Regions from separate parts of the Mus musculus genome. Here all the other regions are linked to region 3. Evidence: chromatin contacts called from public HiChIP or PLAC-seq data. All regions are on one chromosome and are shown on one strand. The core of a region is the stretch at or near the end of the contact, and the rest is flanking DNA. Distances in the headings are between cores, read along the strand shown. Region 1 holds the start of Shroom1 (shroom family member 1). Region 2 holds the start of Slc36a2 (solute carrier family 36 (proton/amino acid symporter), member 2). Region 3 holds the start of 4933405E24Rik (RIKEN cDNA 4933405E24 gene).

Region 1 (4,183 bases), core at 1,644-4,143, 760 kb after region 3:
AGATGTGCCAAGAGCACTTGCTATGATAGATATGATGGTACACACTTTTAATCCCAGCACTTGGAGAACAGGGGCAGGAGGAGTTCTATGAATTTGAGGTCAGCCTGGTCCACATAGCAAGTTCCAGCCAAGGCCTGTCTCAAAAATCAAACAAGCAAACAAACAGAATCCGAACTTGCTGCTTTTGCATGGGACCCAAATCTGGCTCCCCAGCATCCACATCTGTCAATCCCCATCTGACAAATATCTGTAACTTGAGTTCCAGGGGATCCCATGCCTTCTTCTGTCTTCCAAGGGCACTTGACATGCGCGTGGTACACACATACATGAAGGCAAAACACACCCATACACATAAAAATTTTTTTAAAAAACATAAAAATAAACCTTAAAAGCAAAAACAGCTTAAGAGACAGAAAGGTGACTCACTGGGCAGGGCTGTCCACTGCACAGGCCCGACAACTTGAGTATGATCTCCAGGATCCATATACGAAGTCAGATTCAGGGGCTGGACCTACGATGGCCCAGCAGTTAAGAGCACTGACTACTCTTACCATGCACCTAACTTTGGTTCCCAGCATCCACACAGCTCATAACCAACTGCGTGCGACTCTAGTTCCAAATGATCCAACACCCTCCGAAGGCTATTGTATGTGATTGACATAAAATAGAATACATGCTTTTCAAAAGTCAGATGCTGTCGTCACATCAGTAATCTCAGCCTACCTACAGTGAGATGGGAGGTAGAAACAAGAGAGTCAGCTGGAAGCTTGAGGACCAGATACCTCAAATATACTTCCTAGCAGCGGAAACAAGAGAGACCTTGACGCATTGTGAATATGCTTGGCCCAGGGAGTGGCTATCAGAAGAGTAGGCATGGCCCTGCTGGAGTAGGTGTGGCCCTGCTGGTGTAGGTGTGGCCTTGTTGGAGTGGGCGTGTCACTGTGGGTGTGGGCAATAAGACCCTCAGCCTAGCTGCCTGGGAGTCAGTATTCTGCTAGCAGCCTTCAAGTGAAGATGTAGAACTCTCAGCTCCTCCTTCACCATGCCTGCCTGGATGCTGCCATGTTCCTGCCTTGGTGATAATGGACAGAACCTCTGAACCTGTAACCCAGCCCCAATTAAATGTTGTCCTTATAAGAGTTGCCTTGGTCACGGTGTCTGTTCACAGCAGTAAAACCCTAACTAAGACATTCACCATGTGGAAGGTGACAATGGACTCCTGAAAGTTCCCCTCTGATGTCCATAACACGCTGTGACACTCATGCTTATACTAACACACACACACATTAAAGTCATTAATGAAAACGCCAATTTATAATGAGCCATTAAACACGTACATATATCTGTTTTCTTATTGCCCCTAACTTATCTAAGGGGTGCTATTACATGGGGTCTCTGTCCATGCAGGATTCCCATATTGTGCCCTTTGTAGGGCTTGCTGTGCCACCAGGGCCTTGGAGCCTCAGGACAAACAACACAGAATTTTGACATTTGTCCCCGGAGCGGGGATTGCAGTAGAGTCTGCTAGAAAAATAGGCTGGGATCCTGGCTGTGGAGGAAGGTACTTGTTACCTGACAAAGGAATAAGGGGGCTCGGGGCTCAGAACTAGGGCTCTTGAGGGTGGAAACACCAGACCTGAAGGATGAAGCTGGCACTGGGGGCTGAATCTCGAGTGAAGGTGGACCCAGGCAAGCAACCAGACGTGGGACTTCAGGCAAGGTTTGTTGGGAAATTTGATAAAGACAATTTTCAGTGGGCAAAACCAGACCAAGGCAACACATGTAAGTCCAGGTCAGGGAACAGGAGAGGCACTGGAGAAAAGTCAAGCTCCGAGCTAATCGGGAATGAAACAGTCCTCTCAAGGGCCACCTCCCATCTGTCTTCCTGTGAGGACCTGTGCAGGCCTTTCCTTGCCTCCAGCCTTCCCTCAGTACCTGGAGGGCTGTTAACTGCACTCCCTGACTCTCCTTAGAGTCAGAGGTTCAGGGTTCAATGCTCAGATCTTAAATCCTAGCATTCCAGGCTAGGTCTGATGGGTGAGCTTTCAGGCAAACTCCTTGGTTCTCTTTTCTAGTCTCCAAAGCTATGGGTGACATTGCACCCCTGTGAGACATCTATTTTACAACATAGTAGCTGGTTATACAGTCTCTGCTGGTCTTGGGCAGACTCTGTGAGACGCAGGTTCCAGGAGGTGTAGAAAAAGCAGAGGGTGAATGACACCTAGGTAAAGATGGTCACTGCCATGGGTACAGCACATACCCCAGGGCAAAAGCTAAGCCCTGGGGACCACAAGGGGCAGCAGAACCACACAAAGAGGTGAGGAAAGAGGCGCTTGGAACACTAGGAGAGCGGGTGGCCTCTGATCAGTGCATTTCTAGGCCTTTTCAGTGGGGTTCACGGTCCGGGAAGATCGGGGGATTGGGAGGGACCCGGATTCTCCAGCAATCGAAGCTCAAGAACAGAGGGTCCTGAGACGGACGCCACTGTGTACATTGCGTCCCTGCAACAGCTGGGCCACCTGGACAGCTCTGTCCCCTGCCAGGCCTGGCCGAGAGTAAAGGTGCGCAGGGGCCCGATTCCACTGGCGCGGCCGGTCTGGACTCCGGGTCGGAAGGTCCAGACAGAATGACGGTCAGTCAGGCTGCTTCGCGGCCACCGCTGTCGCCGCCCCGACCCTCCCGTCCTTGTCTCCCTTTTGGGAAGCAGATCTGTGGACCACGCGCTGTGTGTCCCCTCACCCGGTCCCGCTGCGTACCTGTGGCTCCAGCCCGAGACGCACTTCAGGGCGCCGGCGATCCCTCAGTGACATCCGAGCCCTGGGCTCCAGCTCCCGACGCCACCTCCAGTCTCCGGCCGCAGCAGGGGAGGCGCCACCTCCGGCCGAGGAGGGGCCGGAGTCTGGAGTGGCGGCAGGGCTGCGGGAGCCGCGCCCCTTCCTCTTGCGATTCTGTACGTGGCCCTAGTCCCCGGCCCTGGACCTCTAACCACCGCAGAGAACTCGAGCCGGAGGGCGATCGAAATCCTCCAAGCACTGCCGGATCCGCAGGCAAGACTTATGGACCAGCAGGCTCCTCAGTGCGGAGGTCAAACCCTCCCGGAGGCAACAAAGGCTCACCTTCCTTTCTTCTTCTTCTTTTAACCTTTAAAAAAATTACATTTATTTATTTACTTAATAATTTGGGAAGTAAGTAATGGGGGAAGCTCCCTTGTGGAGAAGTCGGTACTTTTCTTCCACCCTGTGGAGTACTAGATTCCAACTGTGAAGATCTGGTTTGGTGACATGAACATTTATCCACTGGACCATCTCTCCCGGCCGGTTCTCTTAAACTCCACGATGAAAACAGATGTGCCTGGAGTTCCTGCCTCATGCTCTCTCTCCCTCTGAGTGTGCTTTAGATGGCTGGCTACCTGATCAACTCTGCTCTTCAGACCCACATTTCCAAAACCATGCCACCTACTGGACTCTTTCCACAGGCTCTCCTCTCCTGTCTTTGTCTCCTCGCTTCCCATAGCTCCCTCCACCAGACCCACACCGAACGGAGCCCTGAACTTATGTGCTCGAATCTGCTACTAGGAGTGGGGTCTTCACCTTTTGGTAAAGACTTTGAACTCCTAAACTCCCGTCTGTACATCCTGAGTGCTGGAGTCTTTTTTTCAGCTCAGATGACCGGTGCCACCTGGTCCTCATTCTCTGTGTGTGTGGTGTATGCATGTGTACCTCTCGAGATTGGGTCTTTTCTTTTCTTTTTCTTTTTTTTTTTTTTTTCCGTTTTTGATTTTTCAAGACAGGGTTTCTCTGTATAGCCCTGGCTATCCTGGAACTTACTTTGTAGACCAGGCTGGCCTCAAACTCAGAAATCCGCCTGTCTCTGCCTCCCAAGTGTTGGGATCAAAGGTGTGCGCCAACACTGCCCAGATACTATTGGGTATTTTATTCTATCATTTCTACACCTTATTTTTTGAAACAAGGTCTCACACAGAAGTCATCAATTTGGCTAGACTAGCTGGCCAGCCAACTCCATGAGTCTGCCTACACACACACACACACACACACACACACACACACACACACACACACACACACCACATGTCCCCTGCACTGGGTAACAATGTAAGCTGTGGCACCTAGCTTTTCCCTTAGCTACTGCAGACCCAAGCTCAGCTCCTCATGTTTGAGTGGCA
Region 2 (3,866 bases), core at 255-2,754, 970 kb before region 3:
GTGTACACACTATGCATGTATGCATAGGACACACAGACGTGCCACAAGTTCAGAATTGCACGCCGGACCCTAGAAAGAACCCTGGTAAGGGACAGGTCCTTCAGAGTCTGTCTTAGGTGTTCCTGATACCATGGGGGTGTTTTAAGCTACACTGTTGGCACACAGTACGGCCTCGGTAAATGTTGCTTTCTGAGGAGGAGATGGTGGTGGGGAGACTGGTACAAGAAGAAAAATGCTATAATTTGTAGAAGAGGAGAGTTTGGCTGGTTCGTTTACCCTGAGCAGAGATAATGACAGAGAGCAGAATCCCAAGAAGCTCCCGAGACCATCTTCCGGTCCAGAGCTCCAACCCGGAAGCCACATTGTAACCTTAAGCAGATCACACCCGGTCGCCCCTGAAGCCCCTGAACCGTGGCCTGCCCGGGAAAACGCGCCTGGGACTCATGCAGAATTCATTCCTTTCCTTCTCCCTCCATGGAGCCTTCAGAAAGTAAAGGCACCTCTTCAGCAGTTCTCAACCTGTGGGTGGCGACCCCGGGAGGGGGGGGTGCCACATATCAACTCTCCTGCATATCAGATATTTACGTGCCAATTCATAACTGGCAACAGTTTATGAAGTAGCAATGAAACTGTTATGGCTGAGGGTCACCACAACATGAGTCACTGTATTAAGTCAGCACTATGTTTGAGGAAGACACCGCAAATCCAGCTCTTACCTCCACATATACACAGCATGCACGCATGCATACAAACACACAGACAGGCCACGAGTTCAGAATTACACGTGAAACCTTAGAAAGAGCCCTGCTCTAGGTGAGGTGCCAGCTGCCCCTCCCATCTTCTTAGAGCTGACTGCAGGCTGGTAGGACCTGGGAAGCCTGCCCTGAGATGAAGACAGGAAGGCATTTTTTTTCAGAGACAGAAATGGGTACCCCCTTAGCGGAGTGTGTAATAAATAGTTCGGCTCTCGTCATTAAAATTATCAGGATAGACTGGAAATAAGGCTCAGATGTGGACTGCTTGCCTAATATGCTTAAAGGCCTGGGTCCTGCCCCCAGTTCTGTATAAAAACAGATGCGGTGGTGGACACATCTGTAATTCCAGCACTCAGGAGGTAGAGGCAGGTGGCTCAAAAGTTCTGGATGATCCTTAGCTATCTAATGAATTACAGGCCACTTTGGGCTACAGGAGATCCTGTCACACACGAAAGAAAGAAAGAAAGAAAGAAAGAGAGAGAGAGAGAGAGAGAGAGAGAGAGAGGAAAGGAAAGGAAAGGAAAGGAAAGGAAAGGAAAGGAAAGGAAAGGAAAGGAAAGGAAAGGAAAGGAAAGGAAAGGAAAGGAAAGGAAAGAAAAGAAAAGAAAAAGTTAACTGCACTGTGGTTGATTGGGTAATATCAATAAAGCTTATGGCTCTCTTCCCAAATCCCTCCTTCCTCTCTTTCTCCCGCTGGGTTTCTTTAAGCAAGAGGAGGCGGGGTGTCCATGCAGGTGGGCGTGGTCTCATTCCAGCCAGGCCAGAGCAAGCTCTCCGGTCAGATCTACTGGGCCCAACTTGCACCTGCACATACACCTCCTTGATTGCCCTCTCCCTACCTTGAGCTTGCCCTTTCTGAAGCCATCATGTCTGTGACCAAGAGTGCCAGGAGTCCGCAGGTAGCCACCCCTCTCAATCTGGACCTTCCTGAGAGTGCCAAGAAGCTGCAGAGCCAGGATCCCAGTCCAGCGAATGGGAGCTCTTCAGAGTCATCAAAGAAGACCAAGGGCATAACGTGAGTGCAGCTCCCTCCCACCCCACGTCTGCCTCCATCAGCTTCCAGTCCGGATCTCGAGGTGGGCATGTCTGACCCTCAACCCACTGTGCAGCTGGGAACACCAAAGAGGAAAAAGTGCAGTCAGGGTCTGTGTCAAATAGGACGTTCTAGCTAGGGGCACGATTAGAATCTGAAAAGTCCTGAGAGGGAAACTGAGACCCAGCTGCTTTAAGCCACATGCTAAGATTTATTGGAAGGAAGGGGGCTAAGCACTTTTGTTAAAGTCAGTTTGGGGCTCTCAGTGTCTAGGAGGGAGGCAGAACTTGGAGGGAAGCTGGGGTCAGTATGTAAACCACAGTGGCCTCAGCCACAAGCAACAAGCAAGCCTCTCCCTGTCGCAAGCCTGGGTCCTGCTGCCGCTGGGGCTGCCATGGTACTACTCAAAGAACAGCACGTGGAAGCTTCTAGTGTCTTCCATTTCCCAGAAGATGGATTCTAGAGGAGACATTCGCAAAGATTTTTCAGAACACGACAAGCTACAGGGCTCCAATACCCTCCTCCTCCTCCTCTTCTTCTTCTTCCTCCTCCCTACTTGACTTCACTAACATAGCAGTCTAGCCAGCCCAGGCTCGTGCTTTAAGGAGCAAGTTTGACGTCATCAAGGTAGTAGGGAGTGTAATTAACAGAGGACCAGAAGGTCTGGGTTCAGGTGGAAGCCCTGTCCTTCTCTTCCCTGAAGCAAGTGTCCTCATATGGAAAGCAGGGAGGAGCAGATACGACCTAGTATATTAAAGGATGGACAGACAGACAGAGTGGGGAATGTGTGGCAGAGAGGGAGAAGGTGCTGAAGGAATGGGTACAGTCTCTCTCCACACTGCATACAAGACACTGCAGGAATGGCCTCAATGGCTCCTTTGTCCCTGGGTCTGGTCCTGGGCTTCCTAAGTGCTAGAGGTCACTGAGTGAGCTGCTGAGGCCCCTGGACCACCCACAGCAGAGCAGGGTATTTTTCAACTTTGAGAGAACCAGCTGACTCTTGTGTCCTGGATGGTCAAGGTGGCAATTTCAACTCCTTAAAAATCAAAAGAATAAAACAAGAGAGAGTCAGAGCGGAGCCTGTGGGGCTTGGAGACAGGGAGTCCAGGCTGGGAAAGCAGGCAGGGGATGGAGTCTGGCTGTCTGGGTTCAGTTCCCACTCGCCAGCCCGAGAAAGTCTAGAAATGATGGCTTGCTCCTCCTAGTATGGCTGCACCTTCTATGTGAGCGCGAGCTGAGTACTTGTGTACTCTTAGCTGCTTAAAAAGTACTTGTGATGGTGGCTCCAGGTCACCAAAGGACCCGGGCCTCCTGGCTCCTGGTCCAAATTTTTGCATGGCTCGACACACTGCAAGCTGACCGAACAAACAGCTACAAGCTAATTCTGATTTCCTAAGTCCTTTAGTTAGAAATTTCCTAAGTGACCCGTTGACCCCTTCCCAGTTGCAAAACAAGCCCATCGCTGGGGGCTGAGGGTGTAGTTCTCTGTCAGCAATGTTGACACCCACAGGGAGAGAGACAGGCACGCAGGATTCTCCACCACCACCCCTCCTCCAACTGTTCTTTAACTCCCGCCAGTCCATGGGCAGGTCCTCCAATGCTGGAGGACTTGGGGGTTAAAATAGAGACCAGGAGTTGAGTCAGCTCTTTCAAATTTTTTTGTTATTCTTAACATTTGCAGAGGCGCTACAGAGCCAAACATGTGCCCCCACAAAATGACAGAGCCGGATAAGTAGCAGCCTTGGGTTGTAATCCTGGGTTTGTCTGATTCCAAAATCTAGGCTCCTGCCAGACTCCTGTCTCTGCTTCCAGACGATCTCTTGGCTGCAAGGGTTTTTTGGGGGAATTTCTAAGGTTTCTGGGGGTTTGGATAAAAGCTTAGCACTGTGTGTCACAAGGTTGGAATACAGAAACATCTAGAAGAGAGCTGGGATATTTGAGATTCATTGGGAGAGAAAGTCCCAACTTGGAATTGTTCTCCCCTAATGACCTTGTCCTCTAGATCAACTTCACATCTGTCTAAACTAAATAGTAAATTGAGGCTGGGAATATAGCACAGTTGGTAAAGCGCCTGTCTG
Region 3 (3,897 bases), core at 924-3,423:
CAGGGTATGGTACATCTTGTACCTGGTTTGCATTCAGTGCTAGGATGAGCTGTGGATCCTGGGCCACCTCTCCCAGCATGCTGAGATTTAGCTACTTCCCAGATATTGGGCATGGCCTTCTGTTGCAAGTGTTGCGGTGGAAGCCATAGGAATAAAGCAACAGATTGAATTGGGTTTGAAGCTCAGGCTTGTGCTGACTCATAGAGGACCAGCGTGGAAGTGAGCAAGGGGCCCCTACTTTCAGGCAGTGGTAGACAGAAAGTGCTTAGCTCTGAGAGCTCCAGCCAGTAAAGGCTCAGAACCAGCATTCCCCCTGCAAACAGGGCTGGGATCTCCAGCATGGACATCCCACAGGTCTGAGGAGAAGTTGGCTCTTAAAAGCTGAGGATGGGTTGATCTAAATGCCAGCTACCCAAGATGGTCCAGAAGCCTCATCTGATCTCTGGCTATGGCTGGGTAAGGCTGATGGCCTTGTCCTGACAGGACCCTAAGAAGCCTCTAGTCAGTCTTTAGTAAGGGACAAGAGGTCCTGTGTCTGCCTGGCACAGTGCCGGGCTTTTGCTGACTCATAGAACTCTGCCTAGAGCCCAAGGCCCAAAACAATGATTCAGGCAGCTCGGAATCCAGGGAAAACCAGCTTCGCTTTCCACCAGAGAGACCAGCCCAGCTGGGCATGAGCTCACCGGCCAGACAGTGACAGGGACAGTGGGAAATTGCCCATCCTTTATAGGCAAGAAGAAAAAAAAGGCTGAGTTTTCAGCTGAAACATTCTTTGAAAACCCCATATCAACCCATCTAAAATTAGCTTTCGGCATCTAAATCACTTCCTGTTACAGAAACCACAGGCCCAATGCTTCAGTCACCGCTCTGCCTGCTAAAAGGGGGTGGGGGCCCGTGATGTATTAGTGCTGCACACCAAAAACTGTAATGATTCAAAGGAGACATGGAAATTGGGAGCCCCTCTCCCTCACAGCATAAGGACTGTTATGCAAGGTCCATGTAGGCTACTGCTGCGGCAACAAGGGTACAAACATGTACGTGCACAGCACGCATGTGGGCACAGCCAGACTCACATACTGATGGGCACGGAGCAGAGCCTTCTCCACTTCTCCAGAAGAACTCCCACAGGGATGGTCTCAGCACACCTCTACCATGGTTCTTGTCTTTTATTTGTGAGACAGGGTCTCTCTATAGTCCCTGTTCGTCCTGGAACTCACTATGTAGACCAGGCTGGCCTCGAACTCACAGACACCTGCCCTGCCTCTGCCTCCCAAGTTCAGGGATTAAAGACGTGTGGCACCAAACTCATCTGCTGTGGCTCTTCTAAACACAGGATGCATGAAGAAAGGAAGGCAGGTGTCTGGCCTGTTTCTGTGCCTATAGTTCTGTCCTGACTTCTCTTAAAGGTTCTAACAGGCTCCAAAGAAACAAGGTTAGCTCTGTGCTTAGCGTTTGGTCAGCCACTGCCAAATGTTTCCTGGGTAGGGGAAGCCAGGTGGGACATGGGCTAGAGACATAAAGCAAGTCAGAGGCCACCTCTGCATGTAAGGAGCTAACGTGGAGGCAGCCATTTGAATCTCAAAGCTCTCCAGAAACCTTGCAGGCTTCAGGTCTGGACTGCAGGTGCCAGCAGCTGTGACAGATGAGCAGCCTAGCCACGCAAGGGAAGCTGATATGTGTCACAAACCTGGTGAGCTTCAGTCAGTGTCATGCGAACTATGAGGGAAATTGGGCATGCACCTGATTGTTTGATTATGTTTGCTGCTGTTCTAGGACCCTTAGAACTCACCGTACAGACTTCCACTGTACAGAAGTTTCTCAGTAGATGCCTATGAGGGAAAAAAAACAGAGATGGAAGACTGGATGATGTTAGCACTGAGTACCTACCAGCTCCCTACCTGGACACACAAGGCAGTGTATCCCTCAGCAGTGCCTCTACAGTGGGGCTGCTGGGATGCCAGGTACCTGCCTGCTTCCATAGGAATGATCCAACTGGGTGGCCTTGGTGGCTTCATCTTGCAAGTACAATGGCTGGCCTCGGTGAAATCATCTTTAGCGTGATAGAGGCCTGGCATCAAATGGGAGTCTTCCTATAATGATGACAGAACTATGCCCATTATGCCCCTCAGCACTCTATGGTAAAGAGACCCAGCCTCCAGGTAACTGGGTTGCCAGGTGACCATGCATACTCTCACGAGCATGGCTTAGGCATTTCCTAAATATTTCAGGTTACTGGGAAGAAAAATCCAATTGAACATTCACAAGGCCTCAGCTTGGGGAACTAGGTATTCTCAGGCCTCCACATTTGGGTATGCCTGGCTAGAACTAATGGAGAACTTTCATCCGAGGATATGGGGGATCAGGGAGAGTCCAGAGTTCCTCACAGGCTGTTGGGATGACTGTGAAGTTAATGAAGCAAGGGGGATTATCAGCACTGGAATGGCTCTTGTCTGGCTCAACAAAGCTAAATGAGGGTCTTCAAAAGAGCTGAGATCCTGGGGGTGGTCAGCATCCTTTTACAGAAGAGACTATTTCCACATGCCTCCTTTAAGTTAAGCCCTAACTAGTCACCGAGAAGCCAATGAAAACATAACCGTGTCCCTCTATAATCATATGTTCCACTGAAGACAAGTAAGTATAAGGGTTTGTTGTTGTTGTTGTTGTTTAATAGGCTCTCCAGTAGTTCAGGCTGGCCTCAAACTCACTATGTAGCTTCAGACAACTTCGAACTTCTGATCTTCCTGCCTCCATCTCTAAAGTGCTGGGATTACAGAGGTGTGTGTCACCATACCCAGTTTATATGGTTGGGGAGATTGAACCTGGGGCTTTGTGCATGCTAATCAAGCACTCTTACCAACTGAGCTACATCTCCAAGCCCCCAAGATAGGTAATTATAATACCAAATTGTAAGTACATCTCATAGGGAGAGATGGGATTCTGTGGGTACACGGAGAATGTATATGCAAGCCAGTCTAGGGGCAGGGTACAGTTCTGGTTGACTGTGATAGAACTCAACAGGAATAAAGTATCACTAAGCTGAGTGAAGAGATCAAGAGATTATGGTCAACTGGTTGTATACCTAGAGTTCAGTGAAATTTGACTATGGAAAATCTTCTAGTGTCATTTCCTACAGTAGTGGATAGATTTTTAAAATGATACTGGCAACAGAGACTACTCATCCGGAAAACACTGCATACCGCTGTTGGGTTTTAGGTAGGGTTGAGTGATTCGAGGGAACTGAGATGGGCTACTGGGGAATAAGGAGTCTATTAGAAGAGATAATGATGCCATGGACAGACAGAAAGAGGGTCAACAGCATGGGGGGAGGTCCAAGGAGTATTTAGGCCACAGCATCAGAGACAGGCAGCATGGTGGAGTCTCTGAAGAGATTCAGAGCATACATGGCAGAGGAGAGAACCTCTTCTTTTCCATTTTGAGGAGTGGAGAAGGTTCACAGCAAAAGCCTATATATAGCCAGGCTCTCTGATTCCCCGGCAGGAGGCAGTGAAGTGGTGGGGTGTGGGGAGCAGGGTGTGGTACCCCCTTCCATGTAAACTTACTACCCAAGGACTCACATTGTCTCAGGAGATGCCTGGATGTATCTATGAGAGGCCTGTGCGAAGGCTGGATTCCAAATACATCCTTACAATTAAGACTGTGATGGGTACCCTTTGAGCTCCAGGATTATATCAGCAAGCTACAGGGATGTAGTTAATAGTGCAGCCTTAGAAAAGGTGCCAACTAGGGCAAGACAATACTAGTTATCAACACTGTTGTTCAAGTATGACTAGTAGGGTCCCCACCTTTGCATTAAGATATGAAAAATAGAGCTGGAGAGATGGCTCAGTGGTTAAGAGCACTGACTGCTCTTCCAGAGGTCCTGAGTTAAAATCCCAG

What was found. HiChIP or PLAC-seq counts read pairs in DNA pulled down with a chosen protein or histone mark.
Region 1: a contact with region 3 is called in a FOXA1 HiChIP or PLAC-seq map of pancreatic cancer cells. The contact joins the promoter of Shroom1 here to the promoter of 4933405E24Rik in region 3. A contact is called at or near these places in 2 of 115 datasets of contacts at active chromatin or transcription factors (pancreatic cancer cells and stem cell-derived neural progenitor cells) and 1 of 9 other capture datasets (adipose tissue).
Region 2: a FOXA1 HiChIP or PLAC-seq map of pancreatic cancer cells shows a contact between it and region 3. The contact joins the promoter of Slc36a2 here to the promoter of 4933405E24Rik in region 3. A contact is called at or near these places in 1 of 39 promoter capture datasets (pre-B cells) and 1 of 115 datasets of contacts at active chromatin or transcription factors (pancreatic cancer cells).

What each region holds. Positions count from the first base shown.
Region 1 is chr11:53,455,915-53,460,097 of GRCm38.p6, reverse strand. Shroom1 (shroom family member 1) reads right to left here and starts at 2,893. Exons shown (of 8, transcript NM_027917.3): 1 at 2,757-2,893.
Region 2 is chr11:55,182,715-55,186,580 of GRCm38.p6, reverse strand. Slc36a2 (solute carrier family 36 (proton/amino acid symporter), member 2) reads left to right here and starts at 1,504. Exons shown (of 10, transcript NM_153170.3): 1 at 1,504-1,770. The coding sequence starts at 1,622.
Region 3 is chr11:54,211,564-54,215,460 of GRCm38.p6, reverse strand. 4933405E24Rik (RIKEN cDNA 4933405E24 gene) reads left to right here and starts at 2,173. Exons shown (of 3, transcript NR_045506.1): 1 at 2,173-2,631. All of the region lies in intron 3 of Gm12223 (a long non-coding RNA gene), which reads right to left.